2 separate regions of the Mus musculus genome follow, and region 2 is linked to region 1. The links are chromatin contacts, called in public HiChIP or PLAC-seq maps. All regions are on one chromosome and are shown on one strand. The core of a region is the stretch at or near the end of the contact, and the rest is flanking DNA. Distances in the headings are between cores, read along the strand shown.

What was found. HiChIP or PLAC-seq counts read pairs in DNA pulled down with a chosen protein or histone mark.
Region 2: a contact with region 1 is called in an HNF4G HiChIP or PLAC-seq map of pancreatic cancer cells. The contact joins two enhancer-like sites. A contact is called at or near these places in 1 of 39 promoter capture datasets (embryonic stem cells), 2 of 115 datasets of contacts at active chromatin or transcription factors (embryonic stem cells and pancreatic cancer cells) and 1 of 9 other capture datasets (liver).

What each region holds. Positions count from the first base shown.
Region 1 is chr11:116,613,257-116,619,505 of GRCm38.p6, reverse strand. The region is part of intron 1 of Rhbdf2 (rhomboid 5 homolog 2); the gene reads left to right. Among named protein-coding and RNA genes, the nearest start is that of Rhbdf2, 7.8 kb to the left of the region's middle. Within about 2 kb of position 3,250, at least 203 of the 459 cell types and tissues checked have an H3K27ac peak or open chromatin away from gene starts, as enhancers often do. A contact at or near this core is called in embryonic stem cells and pancreatic cancer cells, where this site is marked.
Region 2 is chr11:117,088,798-117,095,478 of GRCm38.p6, reverse strand. No RefSeq gene overlaps it. Among named protein-coding and RNA genes, the nearest start is that of Mir6516, 15 kb to the right of the region's middle. Within about 2 kb of position 3,523, at least 123 of the 459 cell types and tissues checked have an H3K27ac peak or open chromatin away from gene starts, as enhancers often do. A contact at or near this core is called in embryonic stem cells and pancreatic cancer cells, where this site is marked.

The DNA of each region.
Region 1 (6,249 bases), core at 2,001-4,500:
GTGTCCAAGTTCCCTTGGCACCCACTGTGACCGGGACCAGCCGCTTCCTGGGGAAGTAGGGTGCCCCAGGGCAGAGTTCTGGAAAATCAAGTTTATTAGCTTCTTAATGACGGTTTACAAGCCAAAAAGTGTTTAGCTGGCGTGTTCCCTTCCTGCTGAGAGGCATCAACCCTGCAGAAGGAGATCTGGGCAGGATGCCGAGCGCCCTGTCCTGAGTATGCTGAGGAAAACATCTCAGGGCAACCTGCAATCCTTTGGTGCTTTAGAGCGCTCATACCTGACCTGGACACTGCCTGTTTCTGGCTGAAGGACCCACACTATGCAAGGACTCTGTAGGATAGGGTGAGACTTTGTCCCTCAGTGGAACATGCTGTATGATAGATGAGCCCTAGTTATTGGTGACAGAAACACCCAGGTCTCAAGAGCCCACATAAACAACACATTGAGTTAGAGGTATTAAGTAGCTTGCTCACAATCACACAGTAAAGCTGGCCCCGTGACCCTGCTTCTCCTAGTCAGGCAGTTCCTATCTCTGTAGCCACGCTCCAAGATGGCGGATGGAAATTGGGTGGGCGATTGGCTTGCCAGTATCAGGCGAAACCCCAGCTGTGTGGTGTGTCACATCTTGGTGTCAGGGAAGCCTAGAGAAATAAAATCACCACGTTACTCAGCCTTCCCTGCACCCACCCCCTCCCAGGCTACACCGCATCCTGCCCTGACCACTGGGACTGTACTCTTCTGGTTTTGAAGACTGATGAAAACCCAATTCCCAGTAGCCAATGTTCCTATGACAGGCAGAGCTTCCATATGAAAGCAAGCTCATGTTGATGTGGTGCCCAGGGTAAACCGCTCCCTCTGTGGGAGCCTCCTTTGACCTGGCGTCTTGACCCCCAGGGAGGGGCAGCAGAAGTGGGACAGAATATATAGTCTTCTCTGGAGACCAGACGGCTAGACAAGCAGCCTAGAACCCAGCCGCCTATTGGCTGTCTCTGTACTGTTCCCTAAAGCTGTGGTCAGCATCCCAGCCTGCAGCCCTGCCACATGACCTGCTGTTGCTGCCTGAGGTGTGAGAGGGCTCAGTTCTACTCAGAGCACCTGCATCTCTGTGACTGGAGGGGACATGCCTCGCCAGCAGCTTCTAGAGTCATGAAGTTTCCAGAGGAGCTTTGAGCTGCAGCTCCTAGCTGCATACCCATTTCCCAGTATGTTAGCATCTTGTGTGTGTGTGTGCGTGTGCGTGTGCGTGTGTGTGTGTATGGAATCCAAAGCCTTACGCATGCCGAGCCAGCTTTCTGCTACTGAGCTACACCCATGCCCAATTGTTGTATCTTGAGCTCTGGGGATACAGAACCTGTCCCCTGCCTCAACTGCTCCTAGGACAAGAGTCCCCAGCAGAGGCGGAAGGCATTTGCACCTCTGCTGATCTGGCTGGCCAGTAGTCCAGAGAAAGGCCAGATAGATGGGGAGAGGGGGAACCCGGGCTGGACCTCTCTAAGAGCAGGGTGGCACACCCACACAGACAAGCTCACATATGCTCTGCTCTTGGCAGCTCCCTGGAACCTCGTGCCCACTTCCCGTGCCTGTGGTGGGCCGTGATGCCCAAGCTGCTCTAGTTGGGTCAGAGGGAACCGAGAGCGTAGGGTCTGAATGTGGAATACCCCCAAAGAAGCCAGCAGGCTGCCAAGTCCTTGAGCCTGCTCCTGTAGGTCTGGTCTTGTGAAATAAGTTTGGCACAAGCCCTGGGAAGAAGGGGAGAATGAAGTGAGGGCTCTGTGGGGGAGGCCTGTTGCTTGTGAGGTCTGTGCAGCGTGTGAACCCACAAGCCAGTTTTCTTTTCTTGTGGGTGGCCACCAGGCCTGTGCAGGCCAGCAGAGCGTGGTGCCTTGGCATACATAAGGCTTTGGATTCCATACAGCCATACACACACACACACACACACACACACACACACACACACACACGCGCGCCACATTTGTGCTACCACCTTTGGCCCATACCTCTGAGGAAAAGCACTTCAGGAGCACAGAGCCCTCTGTCCTTTCTCCGTGGTCCTTGCAGCTTCCATTCGATGCATCCTGCTGCTAGACCGCAACCCCCCCTTCTGTATTTTGTGACCTTTTCTGGGTCCTGGCCCCAGACCTGGCCTCTTCACCTCTCTGCCTTTGGCTCCATCATTCCTGCCTCTTTCCAGGGCCAGGAGATGCTCTGCAGTGAGTCACCAATTTGGAGACTTCTTAGATGACAGTCTGTCTTACATGGGTTAGCCTTCCACGGCCACCAGGGCTGTCAAGCTTTGGGAGGCCAGCAACAGAAACTAACTTTCTTTCTTTCTTTCTTTCTTTCTTTCTTTCTTTCTTTCTTTCTTTCTTTCTTTCTTTCTTTCTTTCTTTCTTAGCGGGATTTCAACAGTTGAGGGTTCCACTTCCTCTCTTCAGCTTTCGAAAAACTCAGAGGTTCCCAGCAGGGCCACAGGAGGGAAGATGCAGTTTTGGTTTCTGTGGCAGGGAAACCGGGGAGAGAAGTTGCTTGCTTGCCCCCAGCCCACACTGTCATCATCCTGTGACTCAGCAAGGACATGGCATATGGTCTGTCTGCCACCACCCCCTTCTCTGCCCGCTCTCTGCATGTCCCAGGACGTGGCTGAGTGAGGCTTCTGGGGCAGGTGTAGTTTATTAAGCCCTCTGTGACTCGTAACACCCCCCTTTGGCCATATCCAGTTGTGAATAATGGTCTTCCCCCTTTCCATGGAGGGGAGAGGGCTACCCACTTCTTGTCCATTGGTCCCTCCTGCTGCCCACATTTCTGGCCCATATGTGACCTTGGCTATTACATCAGGCGCCTGCTTGTTTGGGAATACAGGCTCCCTCAATGTCCTGTTTCCTCAAGTCTACAGAGCTTACGGGTGTAGGGAATCATTAATAACGCTGGGCTTCCAGGATAGTGGGGGTGCGTCAGGTCAGACCTGTGGGTACAGGTCTACCCCTTCTTGGAGCAGAGAGGGAGGAATCTAAGCATATGCCACCTGCATGGGAAGGGAGGGCACCCTGCCTAGAGTGGTTGGGGGAGCACCCCCTGGGGGTGACCTTGCCTACCATGTTATCATGCCTGGATTGGACCTGCCTCATTTGGGAGTGGCTGGGCCCCACCCTTTGTGGGGAAACCGGATTCTGTGGGACATTCTAGGTAGTCTCAGAGCCTTTGTTTCTGTGTGCCTAATCTGGGCCACCACTCTGTGGGTGGTGCTATCCGGAAGGCTCTCTGGAGAGCACGCTGACCCCTAGTGGAGGCCATCTACCAAGGGCTCCTGGGGCGGGGGGTGGGGGTGAGGGAGGCGGGGGGTGGGGGGGAAATCTCAGCTTTGCACTGCATTCTTCTGCTGTCTGCCCCACCCCCACCTCTTGGTAGACACCACCCTAGAGGAAGAGGAAACACTGACACCCCTCCGCCCTGGGTTCCGGGTAAATATTCTTGTGAGAAAGACTTCTCCCTAGAAGTTAGACCAGGATCCAACTTGAGCAGGTGGCAGAGACCATAATCCTGGCTTTGGTCCCTGTCACTCCCACCCATGGGCCAGCTGGGCAGCAAGTCTAGGGTCAGAGAGCTCGGCGGATATGACTGTGGGCAAGAGGAAGCTTGCTCCCAGGATGTCACAATTTCCTTTGCAATGAGCAAGCACCTCTGGGGGCGGGAGATAAGTGGCGGGCGCGGAGGGCGGCTCCTGCAATTTTTTTTTTTTTTTGGTCTAGTTTCTGTGGCCTTTCATAGACGTAGGTCACACGGGGGGACTAGAGCAAATCTGATCATTCCCACCACTGTGCCAGGCAGCTGCCAGCCCGCCCAGTCCAGAGAAGGGTTGGACTTTACCCCCCCCCCCCAAGGTTGGGGCAGAGGGGTCAGGAGAAGTTCTGGGAGAAAGTATCAGAGAAAAACCTTCATTATCCAGGCTGTCTGTGGTCAGCAGGTCTGAGCCATCACCTTGTCCAACTGCCAGTGGACAGGAAGGGAAACTGAGGCACAGGGATGTAGCTTAGGGACCATCATTCAAAGCTCGGTACTGGCTTCGCAGATGGTGGTAGAGAGTTTCCTGGCACGTGACTCCTTACAGTCTCTGACCCACCCCTGCGGTCGGACTTCTTTCTAGGGGACCCTGAGATTGTCCCAAACTTCCCCTGTCCTGTGGCCTTAAGTCATGTCTGCCTTTTCCATGTGGAGATTGGTTAGGGGGGTGGGGTGGGAGGGATCCTGGGTATATTTGGGGGAGGGGTTGTCACCAGCTGGAATGGCCTGGGCTCTAGGGGCAGCTCCTCAGAGGGGTAAGAGTGTTTGTGGACAACCAGGGAACTAGGCCACCAGGCCTCATCCTCAGCCAGCACCCAGAGACCTCCATCCCAGCCCTGCAGAGGGACTGGGCAAGGTGAGTGACTTCCAGAGCCAAGTTCAGAGTTTGAGAGACAGCCTCAGCCCAGCATCCATGCAGTCCGTCCCCAGCTGCACAGACTCCTGCCCTCACCAGACTCATCCAGCTAGGACTTGATGGGCAGTGATTGGGTGGGAGATTAGAGTAAGGGGCTCCTGCTGTCAGGAGCTGTGGGATGCAGCGTGAGACAGAGCAGGGTGGTGAGAGGCTTCCTGGAGGTGACACGCCTTAGAAGCGCAGTAAATACAAAGGTTGCTCCCAGGGCACTGGCAAGGCAGCTGATGCGGAAGGCAGGGTGGCATGTCACAGCCCGGAGCCTGCACAGGTCCTACCCCTGACACACTGCCAGCCGCATGATCACCTAGACTCTGAGCAACAAGAAGACACCAGAGATGAACAATGGTTCATTTTCTGGGTTAAGGAAAGACCTCTGAGGTCCATGGTCTGTGCTGCCGCCAGAGACCATTGTTACAGTCTGCCGTCCATGTTATCTATGACCATTGCTGTCACCAGAGGCCATGTGGATGCATGTGAATGTCCCTGATCCCTGGCCAAGCTTCTGTGGGCAGAAAAGCTTCCTCTGCAGTGATATTAATGTCTGTAGAGTCATAACTGAGAGTGAGCGACATTGAGGGGCTTCTGTGACAACCGCCCCCCACCCCTGAGAGAGAGAGAGAGAGGGAGAGAGAGAGAGAGAGAAAGGAGCTATTGAAGAGAGTCTGTAAAAATTGTCCAGGCAGTGGAGCCTTTAATCCCAGCACTGGGGAGGCTGAGCCAGGTGGATCTCTGGTGTGTGTGTGTGTGTGTGTGTGTGTGTGTGTGTGTGTGCGCGCACGTGCGCGCGTGTGCCTTTGTGTTTTCCAGGACAGCCTATCTCAAACAAACAAACAAAAAGTGATAAAGATGCTAAGTGTGGCTCTTCACAGTTGGTGGCTTCTGGCAGGAATGTGGATGGGGGAAGACTCAGTTCTCTTAAGGGGCTGGCCACTGAGAGTCTGACGATGCTCCAGTGAGTACATGGGTAACATAAATTGAACTTGGTAGATGTGGAAGGAACACAAGGGGAGAAAGGTGTTCTGGAGGCGTGGGAAGCGAGAGGGGTAGGAATACATTTTATAAAATTCCCAAATAATTAATAAAAATATTTTGTTGGGGAAAAAGAAGCAGCAGAGGTTGGCCAGGTTGACAAGGCTGGCATAAGATTGCAGGGCCTCAGAGACAGGAGGTGGGAGCTTGGCAGAGGTGCAGGGGAGAGATCTGGGTCTTAGTAACTGTTCTCTTGCTGTGAAGAGACACCATGACCACGCAGCTTATAGAAGAAAGCATGAGTTGAGGAGTTGCTTACGGTATCAGAGGGTGAGGCCATGACCATCATGGCAGGGAGCTTGGTAGCAGCAGGCATGGTTGCTGGAGAAGTAGGTGAATCTTTACATTCTGGTCTGTAGGCAGCAGACAGACAGAGAAAGAAACAAACCTGGCCTGGTGCAGGCTCTTGAAACCTCAAAGCTCACTGCCACAACACACCTCCTTCGACAAGGCCACACCTCTCAATCCTTCCCAACCAGTTCACTGCTTCACACACATGAGCCTGTGGGGCCATTGGCATTCAAACCATGACAGTCTGGCTGGCTGAGTGGGGCAAGCCGGCCCTGCTGACTCCTGGGCAGGGCCTTCAACTCCTCATTCCAGAAGGCTCTCATCGCTGTCAGCTAGAGAGCCACGGGCGGTGTTCTCAGGGTGCAGAAAGTTGGACCCATCTCTGCTGGTGACCTTCTTTGCCCCCCCCCCCTCTCTCTCTCTCTCTCTCTCTGCCTGCCGTTCTCCCTTGGTGC
Region 2 (6,681 bases), core at 2,274-4,773, 480 kb before region 1:
TCGGACTCTGCATCCTTCGTAGGTGTTTATCCCTGGGATGAAGACCATGACCAAAAGCAGCTTGGGAGGAAAGTTTATTTGGCTTCCCTGTCCCGGTCACTGTCCCTCACTAAGGGAAGCCAAGGCAGGAACTCAAGCTGAGGCCTTGGAGAGCTGTGGCTTACTGCGTGGCTCCCCGTGGCTTACTCAGCCTGCTTTCTTACAGAACCCAGGACCACCTGCCCCAGGCTGTCACTGCCCAGAGTGGACTGGGCCCTCCTATGTCAATCATTAATCAAGAGAAGGAGGTATCCTTTTAATGAAGGTTCTCTCTTCCAACGACTCTAGTTTGTGTCAAGTTGACAAAAACCAACCAGCATAGTCTGTTATTCCATGAATAAATCATACGGTGCACTAAAACCCATTTCTCCCTTATTCATCAAAATAGCTTAAGCATCATCCCACTGCACAAATGTATCCACATTTCTTTAATTGATTATCTTCGGTTGCTTCCAGCTTGGAGCTATTTGGAGAATTAAATATCCAAGTTGCGTCATGCTTCCTTTATTCATAGCAATGGGTCTGCCTAGGGAGGGGGGTGGCGTTGAGAGGGAGCCATCCACAGCCTGCTGGCTGGCTCTTGAGTGTCATTATCAACCCAGGCAAGTGTCCATTGCACAGCCGCTTCCAGCAGCCATCACTCAAGCACCAACACCTTGTGTGTGGTGGTTGGGCGGGAGGGCTCAGCCTTCCGAAATAGCTCCTGTCAGTCCCAGGTATAGAGCACTTGACGGCCAAGATCTATTTCCTCTCCGGAGCGGAGCTCAGTGGTTCAGCCTAAAGACTTCCATGGAAAAGCTACCTTTCAGGGCTTCACACGTTCTAAGATAGGAGCTCTTATGTATTCCTTGGAGGACAAAGAACGTTCCTCAATGAAAACCAAGTAAACAAGATACGCCTCTTTTTGGGATAACATAACAGAGTGAAAACAGGCAGTTGGATCCAACTATTGTGTGGTTCCCACAGAAAGGGCTCATTAAGAAGCCCTGGGGACACAGTTTATTCCAAGGAAAATGTTCCTGAGCTTACACATCCTGAGGCGTGGTGACGTCACTTCCCCAAAAGAGCCCTGTCAGGATATTAGCTTGTCTTGTTATGTTAGGAGACAGGGCACTCTGCCCTCTGGCTCTGTAACTGGGTGTCACCTCCTCCAGCCCCTTCCCAGGCCACTTAGGGAAGCTGCTCTTACAGTCAGGCAGCTGGGTGTCACCTGGCTTCATTGGGGGTCCCCAGGATGCAAAGCATCCCAAAGATCTGGTCAATCTCCGAGCCACATGCAAAGGGGAAGAAAGGAGGATATGTTCTGTGGACCGCTTGTCAGACAGATTCCAGTGTTAGATAAGCACCTGGAACCAGAGCCAGTGGCCTTTAAGATATCTTTCCTGCCAAACAAGGTGGACAAGTATAATCCCAGAACTGGGGAGGTAGAAGCAGGAAGATCAGAATTCAAGATCATCTGCAACTACATAGCAAGTTCAGAGCCAGCCCAGGCTACAGAGACCCTGTGTGTGTGTGTGTGTGTGTGTGTGTGTGTGTGTGTGTGTGTGTGCAGTCTGTCTGTTTTGTTTTGTTTTTGAGACGGGGTTTTTCTATGGTACAGCCCTGGAGCTTGCTTGGTTGATCAGGCTGTCCTAGAACCCAGCGATCCCCCTGCCTCTGCCTCCCTAGTGCTAGGATGAAAGGTCTGCACCACCACTGCCTGGCTGACTCTGTCTTTACAGCAAAAGAAAGATCTTTCCCGGGAGAGTGCTGAGCAATCTAGAGAGTAAGCTTGGCTTCCCCAGCCAACCCCAGACTCCCCTCAATTCTTCCTAATAGAAGCAGTCACTGAAGGAGCTGGCAAGATGACCATGTGGATCCGGGCTCCTGTCACACAGGCTTTGATCCTGGGAATCCATAGAAAGGCAGAAGAAGATAACACTCCACAGGGTGCTCCTTCAACCTCGCTGCCCTCCTCTCTGCAAGAGAGAGAGAGAGAGAGAACAGAGAGAGAGAGAGAGAGAGAGAACAGAGAGAGAGAGAGACAGGGAGAGACAAGACAGAGGGAGAGATAAAGACAGAGATACAGAGAGAGATAAAGACCGAGACACACAGAGAGAAAGACAGAGATACAGAGACACAGAGGGAGGAAGAGATAAAGAAAGAGATATGGAGAGACACAGAGACAGACAGAGATAGAAAAAGAGAAAGATACAGAGAGAGAAAGACAGAGAGACACAGAGACAAAGACAGATACAGAGACAGATGACAGACAGACAGACAGACACACACACACAGAGAAAGAGAGAGAGAGAGAAACATGTTTAGTTGCTACTTACTGGCTGGACAGGAGACAGGAGAATGTTGAATGGGGCATGGGGCCCTGGGGGCTGTGTTTGGGGGTGTACATCTGAGGTGTGACAGAACAGAGTTAGCTATAAGCCACAATGCAAATGTCAAGCCCACAGAGTCACACTCAGAGGTCATGACGTGGCCAGCAGATGAAGTCCCCTGTTCAAAGGCCCTTGCAGGTGCAGCGGATGGGATGGTGCTGGCAATGCGCCTCTCGCCCTACAGAACTCCCATGAGAAAAAGCTGTGTCAGCAAGACGGCCTGGCCCCTCCCAGCCTGTGAAGCCCCAAGGACTGTGAGACAGCCTCAGTGGGAGAAGGTCGTGACCTTCTCACAGCCTCAGTTTTCTCCCTCGGCTGTGCTCTGATGTGGTGTTTTCTACGTATAGATGAACTGCAGTTTCTCTCCACTTTGGGTTTGTTTGTTGTTGGTTTTTTGTTTTGTTTTTTTTTTAAGTCTCTTTCTTCCATTAACCAAGCAAAAAACAGAGTAGAAATCTAAAGAAGAAATTGTGTGTGTGTGTGTGTGTGTGTGTGTGTGTGTGTGTGTGTGTGTGTTGGATGTGCATGTATCTGTTATCTGTTTGTACACTTTTCTTTCCTTTAAAGTCATGCAAATATGCTGGTGTGGCACCTCGTCCATTTAATCTCAACACTAGAGGCAGAGGTACAGAGATCTTAGGGAACTAGTGGTCAGCCTGGTCTACATAGCAACTTTCAAGCCAGCTAGAGCTACCAAGACAGACCTTGTCTCAAAACACAAAACAAAACAAATAAAATCAGTTAAATGAGACTCCTCATTTTCCCCCTGAGAGTCAGGCATGACCTCCAGTCAATCAGGCACTTAGAGCTGGATCACTGGCGACTGTCCCCCGGCCTGCGTCCTCACCACAGAGGAACAGCTGAAAGAGAGGTGGCCTCAGGAAAGCTGTAGGACTGAGCGGTCCAACCAGGACCCCCTCCACGTGGGCAGCATTCGCGGTTGAGTGAACGAGACTCTTCGCCCTGACCCTCAAGGCACACTAGCCTCTCCACCGGCAGCTGGTTTTCTCCAGCATTAGCGACTCTGAGAGAAATCACATGCCTAGGGAGACGTGTGACATGTGAACGTTCTCGGGTGACACACGCATTAACTGCTCTTATACGCAGAGTGAAACTGTGGACCGGATCGGGCTGGCCCCAGTCGTGTTCTCCTGAAGGTTAGGGGTGGGACACAGCAAGGAGCCGATGGGCGGGACTGCGGAGCATCCGCTGAGTTTGGAATCCTGACCCTCCCCTTACTTGGAACAGAAGTGGAGGTGGCTTTCTTGATTCTCAACCAAATTACATTTTTTTTTTCAAAGGCTGGGGGTGTAATTCAGCATACATAAGGTCTTGGGTTGGATCCCTAACAAGAAAAATAAACCAAACAAAACCCCAAAACAAACAAACCAACCAACCTCACCCTTCCTTCACTGCCTGTCTTATTTGCAGAAGAACGCGCCTTTCTTAAGGCCCTTTCTGGAATTTCTCAGTTGGGGTACCGCCTCCTCATTTCCTGTTACTTATCCCTAGAGGAAAAGAAATGACCTAAACAGGGCAGGGGGGATGCTCCATGTGAACAGAGGCTCACCCTGCGAGCCTGGCACCTGAATGAAAAATAGAAATTAAAAAAATAAAAATAAAAATAAAAAAAGGAAATGACTGTCCCTAAGTGTGGTGGAGATGACGATTTATCGTAGATAGAAGAGAGAGCATAGCCCGAGGCAGGGGCATCTGGGAGCCCAGACTGAGCTGGGGCACGCAGGGATACAGGGACAGGGCAGGTAACCAACATGTCTGGATTATAGGGAAGAGCGTCTGAGCAAGAGCAGCCCAGTCCCTGGGCTGGAGAGTTCAGGGTAGAGGGTATGCCAGCCCTACCCTGTAACCGTAGGGACTGGAAGAACCTGAAGCCAGGTCATATTTGATTTGTTAAATAGCCACCATTTGTCTTGGGGTCTGAGACTGACTAACCAGAGTTCAAGCACCACATCCCAAGGTGGAAAGAGAATAGATCAAAAGTGGCACACGTAAGTCTGCACTGGAACACTCACACGCACGCACACACGCGCACGCACACACACACACTGCTAATAATAAATAAAAGTTTAAAAAGGTAGCAATTCACCTAAAAAAAAAACTTTCTGCAAAAAGAACATATCTCCCACAGTCAATTAAAGTGCCACCACCACCACTAGGGTGCCTACAAGCCCTAGATTCTGGTCACTTCAAGTTGCAGTGTTCTGTGAACTCCTGTACACTTGAATAGTCTTTAAACAAACCATCTTTCTCTTGTAACCCACGCTGGCAGTACCGTTTGCTGTCCCCAGTTACTGAAAATGAGAGTAGAAGAAGCCAAACCGGGTGTGGTGGAACACACCTTTCATCTCAGCACTTGGGAAGCAGGAGGATTTCTGTGAGTTCGAGGCCAGCCTGGTCTGCATAGAGAGTTGCAGGACAGCCAGGGCTACATACTGAGACCCTGTTTTTACAAGTAGCATAGAGAGGGAGAAATTTTCTCTCCTGGACAAAGGAGCCAACATCCTTTATGTATGGTGATTAATCTAAAGGTTTTGTAAAATCTGGGAGAATGGGAGATATTAGGTAACGGAAATAGAATGGAAAATGTCACATATTTATTTTGGGGGCTGGGCAGTTTACCAGGCTCTGTACCTACTAGACAAATAACCTACCAACTGAATCACACCTCTCACCCAGCATAATTTAGCATAGGCCTACTAAACACCCAACAGTTCGCAGCGTTTCCTCCTTAAACCTTTCTGTTTGCTGTAGAAGAACGGGGTCATGCAAGGCCAATGACTGCCCAACATCACACGCCCTGTTCACTTTTCCTTCATAAATACTATGGTGTACTCTTAGGTACTGAGCTGGGTACCAATGACTCATCTGTGCATAGGACAGTCACCACAGCCTGGGGTGAACTTCCTAGCTGAGGAGCTGGGGGGGGGGCGGGTAGGTGGGGGTGGGGAGGAAGATGGGCAGGCAGGCAGGTAGGCACACAGAAAGGCAGGACTGCCCCATGAGGCACCAGCTACCAAAGACCTGGGATTCCTTCTGGTGAATGAGATAGATGGGAGCCATTGATCTGCTCAGCTCTGTGTTCTGCTCCACGTCATCTCAACTGAAGTCTCCCTGTCACTTGGCCACAGCTCTGTTATCTGACCTTCAGAGAAATGAGAGATATAAGCTGATTCCTGCCAAGCGAGCTCAGGACCAGGAAGTTCCGGGGTTTTGCCCTTCATGGAGAAAAAGCAGTGTCTCGCTTATCCTGGTTGCCTCTGCCTTCTGCCTGTCTTCCCAGCCCTGACCCCTGCCTGTGCTGCAGCACTGTGGAGCCTCAGGCCTAGGCCTGGCTGACCCCTGTGTGGGGACTGCCACACAATAGAATTAGGCCTTTTCGCTTCTGTGTTAGAAAAATAAACACACTTAGGACATGGGTCAGGCAGTGTGCTTGCCTAGGATGTGAAAGGCCCTGGATTAGATCCCCAGCACCCAATGTGCCTCCCCTCCCCACCTGTACCCCAAAGAATGAAAATCCTCCCAGGATTGGTGCCTCTGGGTTTAGACAGAAAGAAAAGTTTTTAAAAATTAACATTTGTGTGTGCATGTGTGTGTGTGTGTGTGCGCACACATTCGAGAGCATGCTCATGAATGCCATCACCTGTATGCAGAGGTCGGAGGGGAATTTGCAGGAGTTGGCTCTCTTCTCCTACTTAGTGACCACACACTGGGCCATCTCACAACCCTGCTCCCCATCCCCTGCCTTATTGATTGATTGATTGATTGATTGATGATTGATTGATTGATTGAAACAGGGTTAAACGTAGGCTGGCCCCCAGAAAGCTTTGTATGGGAGGATTACAGGCAGGCGCCACAATGCTGAGCCTAGAAAGAATCTTCTGGATGAAGCCGAGTAAGATGGGCTAGAAAGGACCAGGGTGGGAGGAGCCTGAAGAGGGAGGTGGCAGGTCAGAGGTCAGCCAGAGGGTCCCATTCTTGTCAGAGCTTCTCAGAGGGGCTTGTGCTGGCTCTCTTGGAGATTGGGCTCAAGTTCAGGGCTTATGGGATGGAGAGGAACCCCACACGTCGTCTCTTTAGTAAATACTTTGCCCCCAGTGATGGGTGGGGACAAGGAGTTCCACAGACCACAGAGACCAAGCACGGGATCCTGGAGAGGGGCGGGTCTCTTCCAAACCAGACTTCCCCAGAACTGGTTCTATGAGCTCTAGAAGGGTGGAGGGCTCGTCTTTGTGGACAGCATTTTTGGTTG